Linked DNA regions of Mus musculus: all the other regions are linked to region 3. Evidence: chromatin contacts called from public promoter capture Hi-C data. All regions are on one chromosome and are shown on one strand. Each heading gives the region's core, a stretch centred on a gene start, on an enhancer-like site or on the middle of the called end of the contact. The rest is flanking DNA. Distances are from core to core; before and after follow the strand shown. Region 1 holds the start of Pcbp3 (poly(rC) binding protein 3). Region 2 holds the start of Sirt6 (sirtuin 6). Region 3 holds the start of 2610008E11Rik (RIKEN cDNA 2610008E11 gene).

The links. Promoter capture Hi-C pulls out the DNA fragments that hold promoters and counts their contacts.
Region 1: a contact with region 3 is called in a promoter capture Hi-C map of pre-B cells, with 6 times the contacts expected there. The contact joins the promoter of Pcbp3 here to the promoter of 2610008E11Rik in region 3.
Region 2: a promoter capture Hi-C map of liver shows a contact between it and region 3, with 7 times the contacts expected there. The contact joins the promoter of Sirt6 here to the promoter of 2610008E11Rik in region 3. A contact is called at or near these places in 4 of 39 promoter capture datasets (hippocampal neurons, liver and pre-B cells) and 1 of 115 datasets of contacts at active chromatin or transcription factors (differentiating embryonic stem cells).

The regions. Positions count from the first base shown.
Region 1 is chr10:76,960,242-76,963,937 of GRCm38.p6, reverse strand. Pcbp3 (poly(rC) binding protein 3) reads left to right here and starts at 1,991. Exons shown (of 16, transcript NM_021568.2): 1 at 1,991-2,190. Gm35664 (a long non-coding RNA gene) reads right to left here and starts at 1,797. Exons shown (of 2, transcript XR_380584.1): 1 at 1,763-1,797; 2 at 1,336-1,562.
Region 2 is chr10:81,625,932-81,629,539 of GRCm38.p6, reverse strand. Sirt6 (sirtuin 6) reads left to right here and starts at 1,974. Exons shown (of 8, transcript NM_181586.4): 1 at 1,974-2,068; 2 at 2,923-3,050. The coding sequence starts at 2,003. It also overlaps a transcript of Ankrd24 not described here.
Region 3 is chr10:79,096,256-79,100,243 of GRCm38.p6, reverse strand. 2610008E11Rik (RIKEN cDNA 2610008E11 gene) reads left to right here and starts at 2,644. Exons shown (of 6, transcript NM_001004362.2): 1 at 2,644-2,786. The coding sequence starts at 2,766.

The DNA.
Region 1 (3,696 bases), core at 742-3,241, 2.1 Mb after region 3:
TTCCAGGAGGAGATGTAGGCAGCTGAGCCCTCCCCCCAAACCCCACGGCTCCTGGAGAGTAGAGTAGGAGGCTGGCAACCTGTAATCTGGAGGGGGGGGGTGCTTCGACAGAGCCTAATGCAGCTCCAGCCTCCGGAGCCACTGTGCAGAGCCCAGGAGGCCGATGGCCCGAGCTGATCCTGGAGACACTTTGGATCTTAGTTCAAGTCCTGGTTTAGGTCTGGGTACTGCTGCTGGGTTCAATGTCAATCCCTTGTGTTCGTCTCCTAGGGGAAGTCCTTGTCTCAGGGACTCCTAGCATGCTACCTGACATGCCCTCCTCCAAATTTCCGCCCTCCTCTCTACCATAGCACAGGGCTAAGGTGTAGTAATGTGCGATAAGGCTGTCCATATGCTCTCTAGATTCTCCAGGTAAAGGTTCGTGATTTGCTGCAGCTGCACTTAGCTGCTGGGTAAGGCTTTTGACAGCTCCTGCTTGCCCGGACCCAGGCCCTTTCTTTTCAGAGGTTGTCATTGAATCACACAGGTTATGTTTGAAGACAAATAAGAGCACACTCCTTTCTGACTCATCGATCCCAAGTGACTACTGTATATGTCTGCTACAGGGGACCAGGACTTTTCCCTTCAGAGTGGATTCCAGGACATCATACTCACAGGACTCTGGGCATTCCCAAGAGCTACTTGGTTACTATGGTGAGGTTTCAGACCTACGGAGTCTTCCTGACTCTACCATAGAGATCGTGATTGTAACAGGTGGAGGGATGAGGGGACAGAGCTATGTATACACCCCTTTGCATGTATGATATATCGTTATTGGCACCGAAGTGAGTCATTGGTGGGTTTGAGGCTCAGGGCGGGATGAGTTTTGTCATCTCAGCTAGAATGTCACCCTCAACCCACTTCTCTGCTCACCCGTCTGTTCATATGACAACAAAGAAGCAACTCTGTTTCCCAGAGATGCTTCTCGAAAGTCTGGAGGTAAACATGTGGATCACTCTCTCCACCTATGAAGGGCAAAGCTTGATTTCCAAGTCCAAAGAGGCCTTCTCTGGCTGGTTCAGGTTGCTTCAGGAAGCCAGGAAGGATGACCCTGGGCTCCTGGGTATCTAGGTACTGATGGAAGGCAGAGTTCCCAGGACTCGCAGCTTCTATCAGTACTGGAATTACAAGTTGGCCTGGTTCCTTTACCTTCGTGGTGTGCAGAAAGGAATAAGCCTAAGCTAATAGAGAGCAATCAGATGAAGGAAGTTTAGTCCGATGAAAACGATAGTTAATTGACACAAAATAGAGCAGGACACCTCTGAGGAAAGGTGCACAAAAGATAACAACAACAACAACAACAACATGACATGTTTTCCCACAGCCACTACCACAGCCAGTTCTTCCATCGGCTTTGAATCGCTTGTGGACAGGTGTGCAGGCCCAGAACCTAAACACAAGTTCTACAGTCTGGGCTGTGTTGGCTTTCAAAGGCTTCCAAGCAGAGAGGGGCACCCGCGAAGGGCTGCGGTCAACGGATCAGGCCCACATAGTCGCGAAGGCTGTGGGTCCAACTGACCTCCCTAGAATATCAGCGCGTGCGAGACTGGGTGTCTGCAGTCTCCCGCTAGCTGCGTGTGCCAAACACTTGCAGAGGATGCAGGCCCCGCAGCCATCTCACAACCAAGCATCCACTCCCTTCCCTCTAGCCTTCTGGAGGCCCCGCCCCAGGCCCGGCCCTGGCCCCGCCCCGTACTGTCCCCGCCCCCGCCAGTTGACTAACCTTTCCAGAAGCCCCGCCTCCTCCCAGCCCCAGAGTGGGGCCCCGCCCAACCCTAACCGCCCTTCGACGCTAAACGGCTTCTAGCCGGAGAGCTTTCCGTGCCCTGATTGGCTGTGATGGTCACCGTTTCGCAGCTCCATTGGCTCCCGGCGCCCGCTTTCTCAGGCCCTGCCCTTGAGCGGGGGCGGGGCCAGAGGCGGCGGGCTGCGCAGGAGTGGCTGGTTGCACGGAGGGGGCGGGTCCTCGCCGCGCGCAGTGCTTCGGCCAGAGCTCGAGGCGCTGCTTACCGTCGCCTGAGCTAGGAGACGCCGCGGCCGCCGCTGGGTCGCATCGGGCTTCGCGTCGCGCCGTGTACGCCTCCTCTGCCCCACCCGACCGGCAGCATAGGCTCTACCTGGTCCGCGGCCTCCCTGTCCGCGGCGGGGCAGGTGAGTGAGTGGCGGCGGGTTGAAGTGTGTGTGGGGGGGTCCAGCGCGGAGGTAGCTCGCATGCCGCGTCCCAGGCCGGCCGAGACCCCTCCAAAGGCCAGAGGACCGGACAGTTCGCAGTCAGAAAACTTCATTCGAGCTGGGGTGTTGGGGATCCTGGGGGAAGGGTTGAGGTTGGCGATCTCAGTACTAGGGCCGGGATCCTAGGCTGAGGCGAGGGTCCCAAGCTGAGGCGAGGATTCCAGGCTGAGGTGAGGGTCCCAGGCTGAGGGCGGAGGTCCTGGGAGAGAATAGGGGGTACCAGGTTGAGGGCGGGGGTCCCGGGCTGAAGGTAGGGGTCCCAGGCCAAGACCAAGGTCCTAGGCTGAGGGCGGGGATCTAGGACTGAGTACCGAGCTCTGAGGGCTCAAGGCTGAGGTTCCAGGGCTTAGTGCAGAGTCCCAGGCTTAAAGCAGGGTGGGGGTATCCCAGGCCAAAGCGATGGTCGGAGGACTGAAGATGGGAATCCCAGAGGCATGTGTATCAGGCTGAGCAAAGGGTCAAGGGAAGCAGCTTCCCAGGCTGTGACCGGGGTCCTAGGCTGAGGCAGGAATTACTTAGAGAGAGGGAGAAAGAGGTGGGTGGGTGGGTGGGGAAGTGTGGGGCCGAGGGTCGGGCTCCCGGAATAGAGTAGTTCTTGATAGCCCCTTGGGCTTGGAGCTGGGGCCAGAACAGGGTCCTAGACAGAAGTTTCCAGTGAGGGGCTCACTCTCCAGCTCTGCATGGTCTTGCCTGTTCTTGGATTCAGGCACGGCCTAGGGTCCTTGTGAAAGTCTGACGGTAACTGGCCCTGGCCTACGTCGGGGGTCGGGGTAGAGCCACTCAGGAAAACCCAGGCCTCTTTACTCCCTCCCTAAATTCAGAAGTTGTTAGTGGGCACATTACGCTGCAGGCTTTCGGGTCAACACACAATAGCTGTGATCTCACTGGGACTTGCAAGGCTTAGACGGATGTCTTGTGATTGAGACGAGCTGGGGAGGAAAAAAAAAGGAAGCCCAGAGGATGGATGTGGGGCGAGGGCAGGGTGCGGCCTTTTCTCCTCTCCCCTCCACCGTGGTCTTCTGTTTTCTTCTTTCCTCTCAGTTCTCCTCAGGTTTTCCCCGCACCATTCATTAGAGCCTGAACAGGTAGACTAGACAGGCGCCGGTTCTCAATCTCTCTCTCTCTCTCTCTCTCTCTCTCTCTCTCTCTCTCTCTCTCTCTCTCTCTCTCTCTGATGGCCGTATTTTCTGTTTTGGGAAAGAGGTGTGTTCCAGAACTGTTTCTTATTGTCCCCAAAGTGTTTTGTTTAGTAGAAGTGTGAAGTTGTCTGGCTTCTTATTCTGCACTATGTTGTTAGTATAGGAGAATTTTAAGTTAATGGAAGGTGGGCCCCAGGATTGGCTATTTCCTTTTTACTTTTCTTTGCAGCACTACGGACTTTTAAATCTCATTAGCTTTGTATGCGAACCGATGGCACTGTAGGTT
Region 2 (3,608 bases), core at 725-3,224, 2.5 Mb before region 3:
GAGATAATTCCTCCTTGTCCAGGCAGTCCCCTGAAGTGGGGCTGAGCGTGCATCACAACCAGCAGCACTAGTTCAGCAGCTCACACAGGCTGCAACCTGGAGTTTGTGCAATCATTGATGCCATAAACTCCCCACCACACAAACACTCTTCTCTGTGAAATTTCTATTCACAAAATCGCCTCTCTCCCACACAGAACTATCTACCTCCCCAAACGGAGCTTCCAAGTTCTCCCAAGCTGGGTCTCCTCCTGTACCTCTAACCTGGGTTCATATGTAATGGAGCTACAGGGGGAGACACACTGGAAAGTCAGTGTTTTGCAAGAAAGTCTGGTCAAAACTGTCACTATTTAGGGCAGTTCCACCCACCCATCCATCTACCCATCCACCCACCCATCCATCCATCCATCCACCCACCCATCTACCCACCCACCCATCCACCCACCCATCTACCCACTCACCCATCCACCCACCCACCTACCCACTCACCCATCCACCCACCCATCCACCCACCCATCTACCCACTCACCCATCCACCCACCCATCTACCCATCCATCCATCCATTCACTGATCCCACCTCCTCTACTAATCAGGTTCACTTTCACCCCACACCTACCACCAAGGGTGGGTGACAAAACACCCAAAAGAGTTGTCCACATGCTACCAGTCTGAAGGAAATCGCCACGGCAAGGTGGCAGGGAAGGCCTGTGGATTTAAGGGTTTGCCTTCTGAAGAGGTGACACAGCACAGGTGACGCTGCGCACTGGGCCTGGGCCTTGGCTCCCGCGTGGGATGTGTGCACCTGTCACAAGTGTGCAGATGCGTGTGTTCATACTGTTGCAGGTAGCACCCCTCACCAGCACCCAGACTTCCCTGGCCTCCCTCACCCACATCCCCCTACCTCAGGCGACTCCAGACCGGAACCCAGCGTCCAAGCAGCCTCTCTGGTTACCCGCTCCAGCTGCGAGCCACCAGCAGCAGAGTAGAGGTGACACCCGATCAGGTTGGGGTGGGGGAGCGGGGGACGGATGAGCCAAGGGAGGAGACAAGCTGCTGTTAGCCAGCTTGCTCAGATGGGCAGCCCCAAGGACGGCCTCTCCCACCTCCTTGTGTGCTCCTGCCTCCTCGAAGCCTTTCTTGGGGTCTCCACGGGGATCAGGAGGCTTCGGTTGTTATATGCTGCCATTGACCCATCACATGGCTCCTGTGTCTGTTGATTACCAACAGGCAGAATGGTCAGATAGTGCCTCCCATCTCTAGATGGCCACGGAAGCAGGGCTCTTCACCTCTCTCCTTGCATCTCTGGGCACCTCTGGGTAACACGTGGAACTCGCCCAGTTCTGTGGACCTAACCCTATGCTCTGTGATATTCCGGGAGGTGCACTCCAGAAACTAACCCAGGAAATGTTGGCAGGGGGCCCAGAGGTCTTTCCTCTGCCCAAGAACCCCAGTTTTCCATTCATTCTCTCCTGTAGCCAGAGTCAGGCAGACCCTGGATGACAGTCACAAAGGTTAGGGTATCATGTAGCCTAGCGTGGCTTCGAACTTTCTGTCCCCTCCTGCCAGTGCTATAAGCACTCCGGGCAGGGCTCTACACACTGAGAACTGTGGATTTTTGTTTTGCTTTGTTTGGTTTCATTTCTGGGTTTTGCTGATGTTGTCTCTTTTGAAACAGGGAGTTGGTCTGGGACTCGCAATCCCCCTGCCTCGACTCCTGTGAGTGGCCTCATCACTTTTCTGGCTCTGGTCGCGGATCCCAGGACTGGGGAATCCACTAAGTCAGAGAGGTAGTCTCGGCCAGCACTGAAGACTAAGCTTGCTGCATCAGGAGGGCGCATGCGCTCTGGAAAGAATGCTGTTTTTCACCTCCACGTACCCACCCCACCCTCAGGCACGTATCTAGGGAAGGCGGCTACTCTTTCCCGACCGTCCCTTCACCACTTCCGGCGGAAGCGGCCTCAACAAGGGAAACTTTATTGTTCCCGTGCGGCAGCGCCGGCGACGATGTCGGTGAATTATGCAGCAGGGTTGTCGCCTTACGCGGATAAGGGCAAGTGCGGGCTGCCCGAGGTGAGAGCTGCAGTGTTCGAGTCACCGAATGACCCCAGACGGGGAGCGGCCGGGCGAAGCGGGGCATTGTGGGAACAGCATGAAACATAGAGTCTAGACAATGGGAGGGACTTCCCTGGAAGGAGGGGGCGGGAAGTGACACCCACTGCTCAGGCTGGGTGACACGGAGGAACCTGGGTCAGGGAAGGAGTGAGGGGCTAATGGGAACGAGACCAAATCGTCAGGTCAGGGAGTGGACGTCTTAATTGTCAGGGAAAACCTGGAGCTGTGGGAAGATCTGCAGGGCCGGAAGCTGGCACCCTTTCCTGGGGGCATCCCTGTACCCCACTCTGTACTCCTCCCTGAATCTGGGCCAGATGGATCCTGAGTGTGGGGCTGTCAGTCTTTGTTGTTTCTGAAGGGGTGTAGTAGGGTGGAGGGTTCTCTCTTTGTAGCCCAGGCTGGCCCCGAACTCACAGGAATCTTCCTGCCTCTGCCTCCCGAGTACTGGTGTTAAAGGCCTGCGACACCATGCCCTGCCTGCCTCATGTTAACGGAGCCCCTAGACAAGTAGAGCTGCATCTTGATTTAGGGGAGAGAGGTGGGTTATCTAAAGTCCAGGATGGGGGATGACGTCAGTGGGGAGGTCACGTGGGCCACAACCAGACCAGGACAAAGGAGTGGCTGCCTGCAGGAACAGCACTCTGGGAAGAGGGCTCGGCATGTGCAAAGGCCCTGGGGTAGGACACAGCGATGTGTTAAGAGTGTGGCTGGAACTGAGGGATGTTGAGAAGGGGCAGACAGAGCATTGACCCACAGGAGGCCTGCCACTTGGGAGGTCACGTGTTGCCTCCTCCTGCCCTCTGACCCTACAGATCTTCGACCCACCAGAGGAGCTGGAACGCAAGGTGTGGGAGCTGGCCCGGCTAATGTGGCAGTCCTCCAGCGTGGTTTTCCACACGGGCGCCGGCATCAGCACCGCCTCTGGCATCCCCGACTTCAGGTCGGTGAACAATGAGGGGAAACTGAGGCAGGGCTCTTGCTGATACACCTCTAGGGACTAAGGTGAGGTGGCAGAAGGACCTTTCAGTTTTCCTATGTCTCTGAAAGGCCCAGCAAAAACTCCACTTGCCCAAGGATCAGAGCATGCCCACATAATGTAGTAGCTGCAAGGCATGCTGGGAAATGTATTCATGCAGCTCGGCCAGCCACTGGGTTTTCTAGGGTCAGAATGACTCAATGTTGTGGAGTGACTAGCTCACCCATAACCTTCGGTGGCAGCCTATGACCACTGTAAAGCATTCTGGGAACCCGCAGCCGGTCTTAACCAGTACTCAGCCCCAGCTCCACTAGCTCCCCTGCCTTTGTTTACCCCCAGACCCTCAGCCCCTCCGCCTCTTTCATGAAGACGTCCCATGCTCTTTAGAATTCTTGCCTACCCGGCAGTCATTGTCTCCACCACAGGATACAGAACCACCCTAAGAACGGGGCTGGGGCCAGCATGGGCTGACTTCAGCATTAACAGGAAGAGCCCACAGCCTGGAAAATGAATGTTTGACCT
Region 3 (3,988 bases), core at 1,395-3,894:
AAAAATCTTTTCTAGTATTCTCAGGCACCCACACACATGTGCGTACAGACAGACACAAAAGTTTTTTAAAAAGCAGAAGAAAAATTATTTCTATGTAAACTGAATCTATTAACATGTTGAACATTTGCATGGAAATTCATGACAAGGTTCTGTAGGAGCCTGCTTCTTGGGACACGATGCAGACAGCTTCTAGGGCTCTCACTTACTCTGCACAAATGGTGGCTTTAATGAATTCTCATGTTTGCAGTGATAGCCACAGTTGATTTTAGCACATTGTCATCACTGAAATCAGAACAACACACTGCCATCATTAGCTATGATTTCACTTCCTTCCCATGTCCTCAGTTTGGACCCCAGACAAACACTAGTCCGGTTTTCCTATACACAGACATCCCTTTTCTGAGGTTTCTAGGAGAGGGATCCTAGACTATTTGGGGTCTAGTTTCAGTATACATCAAAAAAGAGCAGGGTATGCTCTGGAGACATCTGTGTTGTAGCAGAGATCAATATTTCATTATTTTCCGTAATGGTATGCCACATGTTTTGCCTAATCGCCAATTAATTCATGAATTTAGTATCCTCCTTTGGGTATTGTGAATTAAAATTCAGAATCTGTCTTAAACCATAAAAGGAGGAAACCCTTATTAAAAACAAGCTTGTGTTACTTTGATCACAAAAGAATATCCTAGAGATGTTGAAAGTATTAAATACTTCTTTCCCCCAGTACTACAGTAGAAGTCTGTCTTGTCTTACAGGCACATATGTCTGTGGTGTTGCCCTATCTTTAAAATTCAGGATAGTGCTGGGAACATTGTGAGTTCAAGACCAGTCTTAGCTTGATATAGATTTTTAGCTCAGCCTAAGCTACATAGAGATCCTACAAAAAGGAAAGAATGACTAAATAAAGTGAAATGGCTTCAGTTTTTTCCTTATAGTTAACTTTTATCCTTACAGAATGAATTCTAATACTGTGGGACAGTTATTAATATTATAACACCACAGTGGTCCCTATATATGTCAAATTCTGCTCTTATTTGGTAAATGGCATGTCTTTCTTTTCTTTCTTTCTTTCTTTCTTTCTTTCTTTCTTTAAAGCAAAATGTTCACGCCTTAAATATACCCACTATGCTAAGGCACCTGACACAGTTCCATGCCCACATAGTAGGACATTTGTAAAATTGTTTTTAATCAGAAACAAAGTGAGTGGCAGTGGTTGAGTTGAGCAGATTAAAATAGTTGATTAATGGGCAAAAGTGAAAAGTCACAACTTATCACCAAACGTTTTCATACTTAATTTAAGAAACTACTTGCAACTAGCTGGGGAGAGATGGTGCTTGCACTCAGTGGTTTGGGAATAGCCTCACACAATATTCACCTGGAGAGTTCTAAACCGTGTGTGTGTGTGTGTGTGTGTGTGTGTGTGTGTGTGCGTGTGTGAGTGTGTGTGTGTGCGCGCGCATTCGTGCATGCATGAGTGTGTGTGTATGTGTGAGTGTGTGTGCGTTTGTGCATGCATGAGTGTGTGTGTGTGGGGGGGGGAGTCCTACTCCCCCTACTCTGATTTCATTGAAACTAAAGTTTGGAGTATTTAAAAAGTCCTAGGGGGTTATAATGTGTGGCCAACTTAGATGCATGTGCGTCAGGGTCTTGGCTGAGTTAGCTGTTCATGATATCCATGTGTGCTACATGGCTTTGCCCACCACCACCTCACATCTCACTTTCAGGTATCCAAAATTGCTATGCCCAGCTGAAATCAAGACATACTCCTTATACGGCAACATTTCTGCAAAGCAAATGCATTCTTATTGGTCGGCACATCTCTCTAATTGTCATTTGCTTTTCTCTAAGATTTTTCAGAACAGTTTGGAATTTGGTCAAATTAGCACTCAAAAACAAAAGGAATGGAAATAATTTGCATGCATGTGGCGGCTCACTATACGTGTTCAATTTTTTTCTTCTATAAAGAGAAATAAATTATGCCATCATTGTTATTATAGTGAATTTTACCTGTTTAGATTTTTTTTTTTAAAGCTGACACTTCTCAGAATACATATATGTGATTCTGAGGAGAAAAGGGGGAGAGAAAATAGAACAGGGAATGATGAGAGCAAAGTATAATATAACAACACCCTTCAGAAGAAGTCACAATGCATACCTAAATAATTAACCAATTTTTCAGTTCTGTCTACCATGTTGCTTGTATCGGACATTGCTGCCTTACATGAATGCTTTTTATTTTGAAGCTTAGAGTTGGGAAAACACAGTTTAAAACTGTCATGATGTGATTTCCATTTGTGAATAAGATATATATATATATATATATATATATATATATATATATATATATATTCAGCCGTAAGTCCATAAATCCTTTAGCTCTATATCCAGGGCAATTGTTCAGTACTGGGCTCTGTTCTCTCACGGGGTTGGGAGCAGCCCTGCCTGACAACATCTGTGAGCAAGAACTTGCTTTTTATTTATTTATTTATTTTTATTTTTGCTTGATTCACGCACGAATTGGTTCTGTCTACTGTCACTCGTAGCCAAGCCCGAAATGCTATCCAATCGGATGCACTAGACTGAGAATTGCCCAATCATACACAGAGAGCGAGCATGGAGGGCGGGCCTTCGCTGCTCCGCTGTGGCCTTTGTCTGTCCCCGGCCATCTTAGATCTGTAGCCTCATCCAGTTCCGAAGGATCGGAAATCACTGAGGCCCCTGTCTCCTGTGACAGTCGCGGTGGGGAGGCCCGCGCAGGACGCAGGATGTCGGCAGAGCCTGTCATGGTGAGTGCGAGCGTCCTGCAGCGGGGAAGCTGTCTCTGCACCCTCCGCCGCCCCCGACCCCCCGGCCCGGTGCGCCTGCGCCGTTGTCAGGTCCTTCAAGGCTGGGCTGGAGGGTGGAGGTTGCTGGAGTCCACAACTTGCCCGCGAGGACTTTGAGGGAGATGGGTTTCCTTCAAGAGAGGAGCCGGGTCCGTGGATTCTGCAGTCCCTTATATGTAAAGGAGAAGCAGCTCAGCTCGGAGGCCAGTAAGCAAAGGAGAGCGCCCCTTCGGGGACATCCCTCTACTTTGATCACAGTTGCCTAAGAATTTCATGAGGAGGCTAAAAGAAACAAAATCAATTTATGACAGTGTCATCTGGTTGATTTTTTCGGTAAAGGCTCCCAGCAACTTGATGTCACTTAGCATCAACATTCAGTGCTTAAGCAGATTTTAAGAGTTGAGTAAAATTTGAAAATTAAGGTAAATGGTGCATGAGTTGGCTTACTTATTTCTCTGGTCTGTAGAAAACACTGGTCTCACCTCAAAAGGATTAGAGAGAGTTTATTCTGGGACAGATATGAGTCACCCTGTTCAGTAGCATGTATTTAAGTTGCCCTAAATCACATGTTTCAACGTGGATGTAGTTAGGTGAGGTTTTAATAGTGAAAAACAAAATCAAGGCATTTATCAAAGACACTGTGGACACATCAGGGTAGATAGGTTACATGCAGAGGAAGCTCTTACAGATATGAGAGATTATCTGGGGACACTCTTAGCTTTTGGCTTGGTGGAAGCTAGTGGTCTGCTCTGTGGACACATTCCCAAGTTTTCAGCTGCTAGTTGGTGTCCGACCACATAGAGAAGATGAATACTAACTGGATATTAAGGGACCTGATGATCGCAAAGAGTTCTAACTACATTTGCAATGTTCCAGCTCCACAGAATCATGAAGTTTTGATCAGCCAGGAAACCTTATAAAGTCTTTAGAACTCACTTGGAATTATTTTTGAGGAAAGGAGAGACTTAAGTTTCTACTCCTTAAGAATTTTCTGACTTGTGAGGCAGAGACAGGTGGATTTCTGAGTTTGAGGTCTACAGAGTGAGTTCCAGGACAGCCAGGGCAATACAGAGAAACCCTGTCTTGAAAACAGAACAAAACAAAACAAAACAAACAAAAAAACCAAACCAAAACAAAACAAAACAAAAAGAATTTTCTGGCTG